Linked DNA regions of Mus musculus: region 1 is linked to region 2. The links are chromatin contacts, called in public Hi-C maps. All regions are on one chromosome and are shown on one strand. The core of a region is the stretch at or near the end of the contact, and the rest is flanking DNA. Distances in the headings are between cores, read along the strand shown. Region 1 overlaps Galm (galactose mutarotase). Region 2 has its middle 17 kb from the start of Rmdn2.

Region 1 (3,984 bases), core at 1,252-3,751, 570 kb after region 2:
TTTTAAGTCAGACAAGGCAAGGACTCGAGTGACAAGTTTTTTAAATATATAATTTATTTTTATTTTATTGCACTGATGTTTTGCCTGCATGTTTGTCTGTGTGGAGGTGTCAGAGCTCTTGGAACTAGATATTACAGACAGATGCACTAGAATTACCGCCATGTGGGTATTGGGAATTAAACCAGGATCCTCTGGAAGAGCAGTCAACGCTCTTAACGGCTGAGCTGTCTTTCCAGCCCCGTAGAGTGGAAATTTTAAGCTGTTCACTTGCTGGCTCATGCTCTTCCAGGGTCAGCACCAGAGAACAGGGTTCTGCTTGCACATTAGACCTCATGGAGGTCTTTGGAGTGTTTGAATCCAGGAGACCGACTTCACACCATTGTCAGCTTAGAAATACCGTCTCACAATATTGTAAGAGTGGGGCTTGACTGGAGACAGAGACCAGTTGAAAGCTACTTAATATCCAAGTGAGAATTAAGGGGGACCTAAGGCAGGGGTCAGCTAGAAGAAGGGGATTTTATATTTAGGAGGTAAAATCAGGTGGCTGGGGCTGGAGAGTTAGTTCAATTGAATGCTTATTGACCTGAGTTCCAGCCCCAGAACCCACATACAAACTGGGTGTTAGTAGAACATGCCTATAGACCCCACACTTAGGAGGTAGAGACAGTGGGCTCCCTGGAGCTCTCTGGTCAGCCAGCCTAGACAAATCTGCAAACTGCAGATCAGTGAGAGACCCTGTCTCAAAAAACCAAGATGGGCTGGACGGTGGTGGGAAGATGGCCAGGCAGAGAGCAGAGGAGAATCTGTCCCAGCTAACCCCACCTGATAGCGTGATCAGGGCAGAAGCCAGTTTGTGTCAGAGAGTGTGGGCCTGTGAGCTGTTATCAGCTAAGGTAACTTGAACACAGAATCCTTGAGGCCTGGGGGCTGGGGGTGGGGTCTGTCTATCCTCAACAGCTTATGAGAAAGGGAAGAGGCAGGGAAGAGGGGAGAGGGTGTCACGGAGAGGTTGGGTACCACTCAAGGTAGAAAGGTTTTAAGGGAGAGGGAAACTGACTTGAGAACTGAAATGGTTGTGGGAGAACTTGGGGAATCCAAATGATGAATGTGAATAGCCTCAGTCTGTGAATTTTCTCCTGGTTCTTTCAGAAGTCTGGACAAAGAACGTGGATTGGCCCACAGTTAGGGTTTCTGTCAGATCCAAGGGCAGGAGGTCAGAGTGTTAGACAGGTCAAGAAAGGTCACTAAGCCAGTAGCTTAGGCTGTAGACAATGGGTCTTTCATAAGTATCAAAGGATGTGAAGGATGGTAGGATACATAGTAAGAAAATACGGTGACACCAGGGACCTGGCGGTCTCTGGAGAAGATCAGACCTATCTGGAACCTCACACCTGCGGTACAGCCAGAAGGCATGAAGGCCACAGCTGGGCAGAGAGCCACGGCAGAGTGAACTTCTTAACTAATGGCAAATCCCTGTGTTCAGTGCTGATGGCCATCTAAGATGGAAAAACACTGTCAGGAAATGCCTTATGTGGGTTAACCATGAAGAATTGCCCTCTCATCTGAAAGTGACCTGCGGCTCAGCTCAGCTCTTCCTGCTGTGGATGTCACGTCATATCTGGAAGCGACACCCTCCTTCCTTTGAGTCAGAGTCAAAAAAATCAGAAAGCCCTCAGTGGAGTGAGAAAGAGATTGGGGAGAGCGGGACCCACCCACATGGTATCGGAATGACATCATCAACACAACCAGACAGCAGAGGAAAAGTGCAGAGGAGTGCTGAGACCGAGGGGTCTGTGAAATGTTTCCAAAATGCTACCTCTACAGGAAAGTCCCAAGGTGCTTTTCCTTGTTGGCTGCTGGAATGAAGTAAGAATTCCCACCCAGGGTGTCACCTTTCATTATCATCCTCTTTATGTCGCTTCCTAAAATAATAACTGCCATTCAGGAGATGACTTAACCAAGATGGCTTAATTAGATATCAGACGAATACCTGTGCCCAGGAGCCCCATTACTGCAGGCCTCCTCATGCAAATCTTTCTGGCTATTCCCAACCTGACTAGCTAAAGAGACAGACGTAATTGGAGCAGCTGGGCTGTAAGCACAGCTGGGCCGTCCCCATGGAGACCAGAATTCTGCTCGGGAGTGCTTCCTGTTGCCAGCTTTTCTTCCCTCTATCTTTTTTTTTCCCGTTGTGTAGCAGCGCCTCAGTGCTCAGGTCTGTGCATACCAATCACTGGGGAGGTCGTTAAATACAGATTCTGCCTCCGCATTCTCTGATTGAGCTACTGGGTCCGTGATTCTCACAAGCCCGTAGGTGAGGCATGTTCTGCTGCTGCTGGTGGTCCTTGAGTCTCCTTCCAAGCAGCTATCAACAAAGCTCCAGCTAGCCTGCAGGAGCGTATGTTGCTTTCTCATTTTGGCACCATTTCTCCCCTTCTGTTGCTCTCCCCAGCTCCTCTATGGTCTCCAGTGGACAGTAGCTCCCTGTGTTCTCCCTCCTCCCTCTAGCACGCCATTCGTGGGCTCCATCACTAAACGTGTGTTCCTCAAGTCAGTCTTCAGCTAATGGCTTTCAGCCAGCGGTTTCCTTAAATCAGGCTAGCTGAAAGTTCTATTAAGACACAAATGGGTGGGGATGAAGCTCAGTTGGTTGAATGCCACAGAGCATGAATGAGGTCTCTGGGCCATCCTCGGTACTGCATAAAACCAATCGTGGTGGCCACACCCATGACCTCAGCACAGGTGGTAGAGGCAGGCTTAGAAAAGGTCAGCCTTCTCAGCTGTACAAGCTCAAGGGCAGCCTGGGCGATATGAGACGCTGTCTCAAAATTAAAAGTTTTAAAAGAAAGAAGAAAAAAATAACCCAATATCACAGAGTATTCCGCAAGTCGACACCCAGCTTCGCTGCTTTTGTCTCACACCCCAGTAATCCTGGGGTGTCACAGCTGGAAGGCATCACATCTGGATCCCAGAGCTCAGCAGCAGCTGGGTGTCCCTGGGGAAGGATATCACCTTGCTCATTGTCCACCGGGTCAAAGTATTGAAAAGGCTTTTCATTTTTCTTCCTTTTGGTTTCTCAAGACAGGGTTTCTCTGTTTTAGCCCTGGCTGTCCTGGAACTCAATCTGTGGACCAGGATGGCCTTGAACTCAAGAGATCCACCTCTGCCTCCCGAGTAAGTGTAGCTGGGAGTAAGTGTTTACACCACTACCGCCTGGCTTTTTTTTCTTTTTTTAATATTTATTTAAATTTGGTTCTGGAGAGAGTCTTATTGTATAGTTCCAACTGGCCTTGAACATGCTACTTAAACCAAGCTGGCCTATGCAGGGTGACGGTGGCAAAGGACTTTAATCAGGAGGCAGAAGCAAATAGATCTGAGTCTAAGGCTAACCTGGTCTACAGAGCAAGTTCCAGGACAGCCAGAGCCACACAGGGAGACTCTGTCTTAAAAAACAAAACCAGGCTGGCCCCAAACTTGAAGAGATCTGCCTGTCTCTACCCCGACCCCCCATCCCCGAGTGTGAGGTTAAATATGTATATGCCTGGCACGCTGGTATCACAGATACGCTATACCACATCCTGGCTGTTGTTTTCTTTGCTTACTTATTTTGAAGCTGTCTCATATACCCCAGGCTAGATGACTAGTCTACCAGCTGAGTGCTTCCTAACCCCTGAACAACCCTTTCAAATAAGTATCACCGGGTGCTTCATTTGAGGAAGCTGAGAACTCAGGAGGCACACACGTGGTACACAGACAAACAGACAGGCAAGAGATACCTGTACACAGAAAAATAAAATTCAATTATTAGACTGTTTCAAAAATAAAATTGCAGGCCTGAGGTGGATATAAAAATATATACTTTCTTTTTTTTTTTTTCCAGACAGGGGTTCTCTGTATAACCTCGGCCTGGAATTCAGAGATCCTCTTGCCTCTGCCTCCTGAGTTAAAGACAAGTGCCATCACCACCACCACCTGTCAAATCTG
Region 2 (4,017 bases), core at 1,272-3,771:
TACATTTACCAGCTGCAACAGCAAGAGTTCATTGTAGGTGCCAAGAAACAGAGACACATAAGGAAATAAGGGAATAGATACAACAGCAAAGTAAATCTCCTGGTTCAGTCATGTGTTACATTAATTCCCATCTCATCTCGCTTGTCCAATGTATACACCAAAAGAAATTACCTGGGCCTTAACCTAAGGGTGGAAATAAGAACCAGATGGGTGACTTCAATCAGAAAACCCTTCTCCTTTCCCAATCTACTGAAAACCAGTAAGAGATTACATGATTTCTGCTGTCTAAGCCAATGCCAATTGTACGAAATGTGTAAACAGGTGTTCTGTAGCAAAGAACTTTATACAACCGATCAGATTTCAAAACCAGTGCTCTCTGTGCAGTTAATAATCCCTAAGAATCTAAAATGTTCCTCTGTTGCTGGCTCCAGTCCACCATACGCTGGTGAAGATTAGCAAAGTTTATATATAAGTGCTGCTTTGTCAGATTTAAATCCAGGTCTTTACTGATACTCACATGTAAGAGGCATTCTCTATAGCGTCTGAAATCCCTGTTTCCTGACTTAATTTGGGGGGTCTCAACTCTTAACCATGGGGTGGGGGTTAGCAGCTAGTTAGATAGGACAGGACAGAGAGACCTGAAAGCTGAACTCCCTACCTCCTAGTCAGAAGCCTGTAGAGCAAAGGACTGGAACAACAGGTTTATAGAAACTGAGTGGCATTGCTAGCTCTAGATGGTATGTTATTTTGTGCTTCCCAGAGGGCTACTACTGGATCACTATAAACTTGAGTTCCATGGTGCCCTAAACCGCATAGGATTATTGTAGACCAGGAGGATTTCTGGCAAAAAAACAAAAGACATACCGTCTTACGGGTAGGTCTCACCAAGGAGCCTGTAAGCATCAGTCCAAATAGATTCACTGATCACCTGGACAGGACAGAGAGGTTTTTTTAAAGTTGTTTGTTACAGAGAACCTAAACATAGTCCACAATATACACAGAGGAATAGCAACAGGTAACCACAACATACCAGTGAGAGAGTACAATATGGTAGCTTCTTGCTTCCGTCTCACTGGACTGGGGAGCACGGAGAGGAAAAGAAAAAGGATAACACTGAAGTGGCTGCTTAAGGGTTCTTTGGAAAGTCAGTTCTATGGTTATTGTTAGGGCAAACACGTGAAGGAATGTTTAGCTGAAGCAGATGTAGGAGAAAAGATGTTCTGTTAAAACAAACTTATGAAAGAACATGTGATGGAAGATTCCTTGTTAACAATACACACACACGTATGTATGTATGTATGTATGTATGTATGTATGTATGTATATTGTTAACAGCAGACATCATAGTCTTCCTCAGAGTTCTGAGGTACTGTGGTAAGCACATGGTAGGTGTTTGATGGCAATCACAGGTCATTAGATTTGAAACAAACTTGTTTAAGTCATGTGCATCACTCTTCATCCCTATACTCCATGAAGGTCCCAGGAATCACATTATCCAATATAAAATTTTTCATAAAAAAAAATCAGAGCGTGTCATACGAATGATATTCTGTAGGATGGGTATGGGTTTCCAACTCTTTCTCACCAGCATAAGAAAATGCCTGACTAAAAACAGTTTAAGATGGGGAGGATTTGTATGGCCCATCGTTTCACTGGTTTGCTCAGTTCTTGGCTTTGTTGATTCCGGGTATATGGTAAGACAGAATATCATGGTTGCAGGGCTGTGTGTAGAATCTTCTTCACTTGATGGTGGACTAGAGGCAGACACAGGGAGAGAGTGCCCCAAGATGGCACGTCCCTGAGAACCACGCTACATCCTATCTGCTAAGATGTCCACTACCCTAGAAAGTGTGCCACCAGCTGAGTGCCAAGCATGCAAACCATGAGTATTTGGGAGACATTCAAACCATAACACTGTGACTCTAAATGTGAGGATGACTTAAAATAAGAGATTAAAATAAACTTCAGCAGTTATGTTACCTCGTCTCCTTTTAAGCTGCTAGGATGTGTTTTATTGATATTGGCAATGATCAACATTTTAAGCCAGGTAGTCCGTGCCTTGTACAATGGCTTCCCTAGACATCAGAATTTGTTCAGCCACATGCTTGACCTCTAGTTGCTCATATTAGTAGACCTCTTCTGTTATGATAAATATATATACCTCTAGAAATTGTGAAATGTTCTTAGGGGCAAGAGGAAAAATTGCCACTGGGTTAAGAATCACACTTAAGGTTTATTAAAGCTTCAATCATAGTCGGGGATAATAAAAAACAATTTCTACTACTACATGGGATTTTGTTTTGCTTTGTTAGTTTACTCAACAACTAATTACTCCACAAATACTACACACAATATTCAGTATACATGTGGAGAACACACTGAGGAGACAGAGGGCTTGTTCTCAGGAGCTTCCCTTATACGGGGAGCCAAATGAAAGAGACAAGTATGCAGCGGATCACCAGCAGAGGAGGAAGTCCAGGGACAGGAAGATAAGAGGGAGGTAAGAGCAGACTGGACACATCTGTCACAGAGTCCAGCCTTCAGTGAGTCAGAGGACTACCATGGGCAAAAAGAAAAGAGGTTCCAGATCTCTCTTGGCAAGTTGGTGGAAGATTTCATAGTATTTTCATATGGTGGATTTTAATAATCTCAATGCATCAAGTGTGTTCCTTTTTCTTCCTATACAATTGATACATTTATCTTAGTCATTGTCATAAAGTTCTAAACAATGTTGTGAAAGAAAAGAAAATCAATATTCTATTTCTATGATGTCAAAAGATGCCCCGTCATTCTGAAGTCCGATATGATGTTAAAGAAAAATTTTAGTTTTCAGGAAAAGAATAATTTATGCCAAGTTAAGTTCTAGCTCTCGGGCAGGGAAGAGCAAACACAGGCATTGAGGTCAGGGTTCACAACAGCACAGTGTGTGATTTGTCTGGAATGCTCTGCAGGCAGGAATTTCCTTGTCATCCCTAGAGGTAGCAAAGCATGAGGCAGGGGACATGCCTATGTTGTGACACTAATTAAACATAAATCATTGAGAGGCTTAATCTCAGCTCAACTTAACTTCCCCCCACCCACCTCATTTTTTTTTCTTCTCAGTTCATTAAACTTGAAATAATACACAATTAGTCTTCTGACACCTACCACAAGATAAATTAATCCTCAGACAGCTGAGTTAAGCACGACGTGAAAAGTTAAATAAAAGGGAGTGTCCCCGAGGATCAGGGCGAGATATTTCACATCTTAAAGTCCAGACAACTGTTCAGAGAGTTATAGGCTCTGGCTTCACTTCTCTGCACATTTTTTTTTTCTTTTCTGGTCTGAGCCATAAGCTGTCTCAGGGAGGAAAAATTTTAACAGTTGGATTTTTGGATGGGGAAAGCAATAATATAACGTTTGAGAATTCTATCTTTTTTTTAATTAATCCATTGCATGTTTAGTTGAGTGCTATGTGACATTTCAACACATCCTGTGATGATCTCATAAGGGTAATTTGCATACTCATCAATGTGTGACTTGTTTTTGAGTCACTGTGACTATCCTGGGATTACTGTGGCTGTGATGAAACACCATGACCAAAGGCAACTTAGGGAGGAGAGGGTTCACTTTGCTCACACTTCTATATAACAGCTCACCATCAAAAGAATTAAGGAAAGAAATTCATAGACAGAAGGAACCTGGAGGCAGGAGTTGATGCAGAGGCCATGGAGGGGTGCATGGCTTGCTCAGCTTGTTTTCTTATAGAACTCAGGACCACCAGCCCAGGGATGGCACCACCCACAGTGGGTGGGGCTCTCCCTACTATTCATTAATTTTTTAAAAATGCCTTACAGCCAGATCTTTTTAAAAATTAATATTTTATTTATTTACATTTCAAATGTTATTCCCTTTCCTGGTCATTCCCTCTGCAAAACCCCTATCCTATCCCCCTTAACCTGGCTCTATGAGGATGCCCCCCACCCACCTACCCACTTTCACCTCACTGCCCTAGCATTCCTCTACACTGGGGCATCG

The links. Hi-C and Micro-C count contacts between places; a contact is called where the count stands out from the background.
Region 1: a contact with region 2 is called in a Hi-C map of muscle stem cells, with 6 times the contacts expected there. The contact joins two enhancer-like sites. A contact is called at or near these places in 1 of 484 Hi-C or Micro-C datasets (muscle stem cells) and 1 of 9 other capture datasets (embryonic stem cells).

What each region holds. Positions count from the first base shown.
Region 1 is chr17:80,166,415-80,170,398 of GRCm38.p6, forward strand. The region is part of intron 4 of Galm (galactose mutarotase); the gene reads left to right. Among named protein-coding and RNA genes, the nearest start is that of Gm51284, 27 kb to the right of the region's middle. Within about 2 kb of position 2,502, at least 159 of the 459 cell types and tissues checked have an H3K27ac peak or open chromatin away from gene starts, as enhancers often do. A contact at or near this core is called in muscle stem cells, where this site is marked.
Region 2 is chr17:79,595,855-79,599,871 of GRCm38.p6, forward strand. It overlaps a transcript of Rmdn2 not described here. Among named protein-coding and RNA genes, the nearest start is that of Rmdn2, 17 kb to the right of the region's middle. Within about 2 kb of position 2,522, at least 66 of the 459 cell types and tissues checked have an H3K27ac peak or open chromatin away from gene starts, as enhancers often do. A contact at or near this core is called in muscle stem cells, where this site is marked.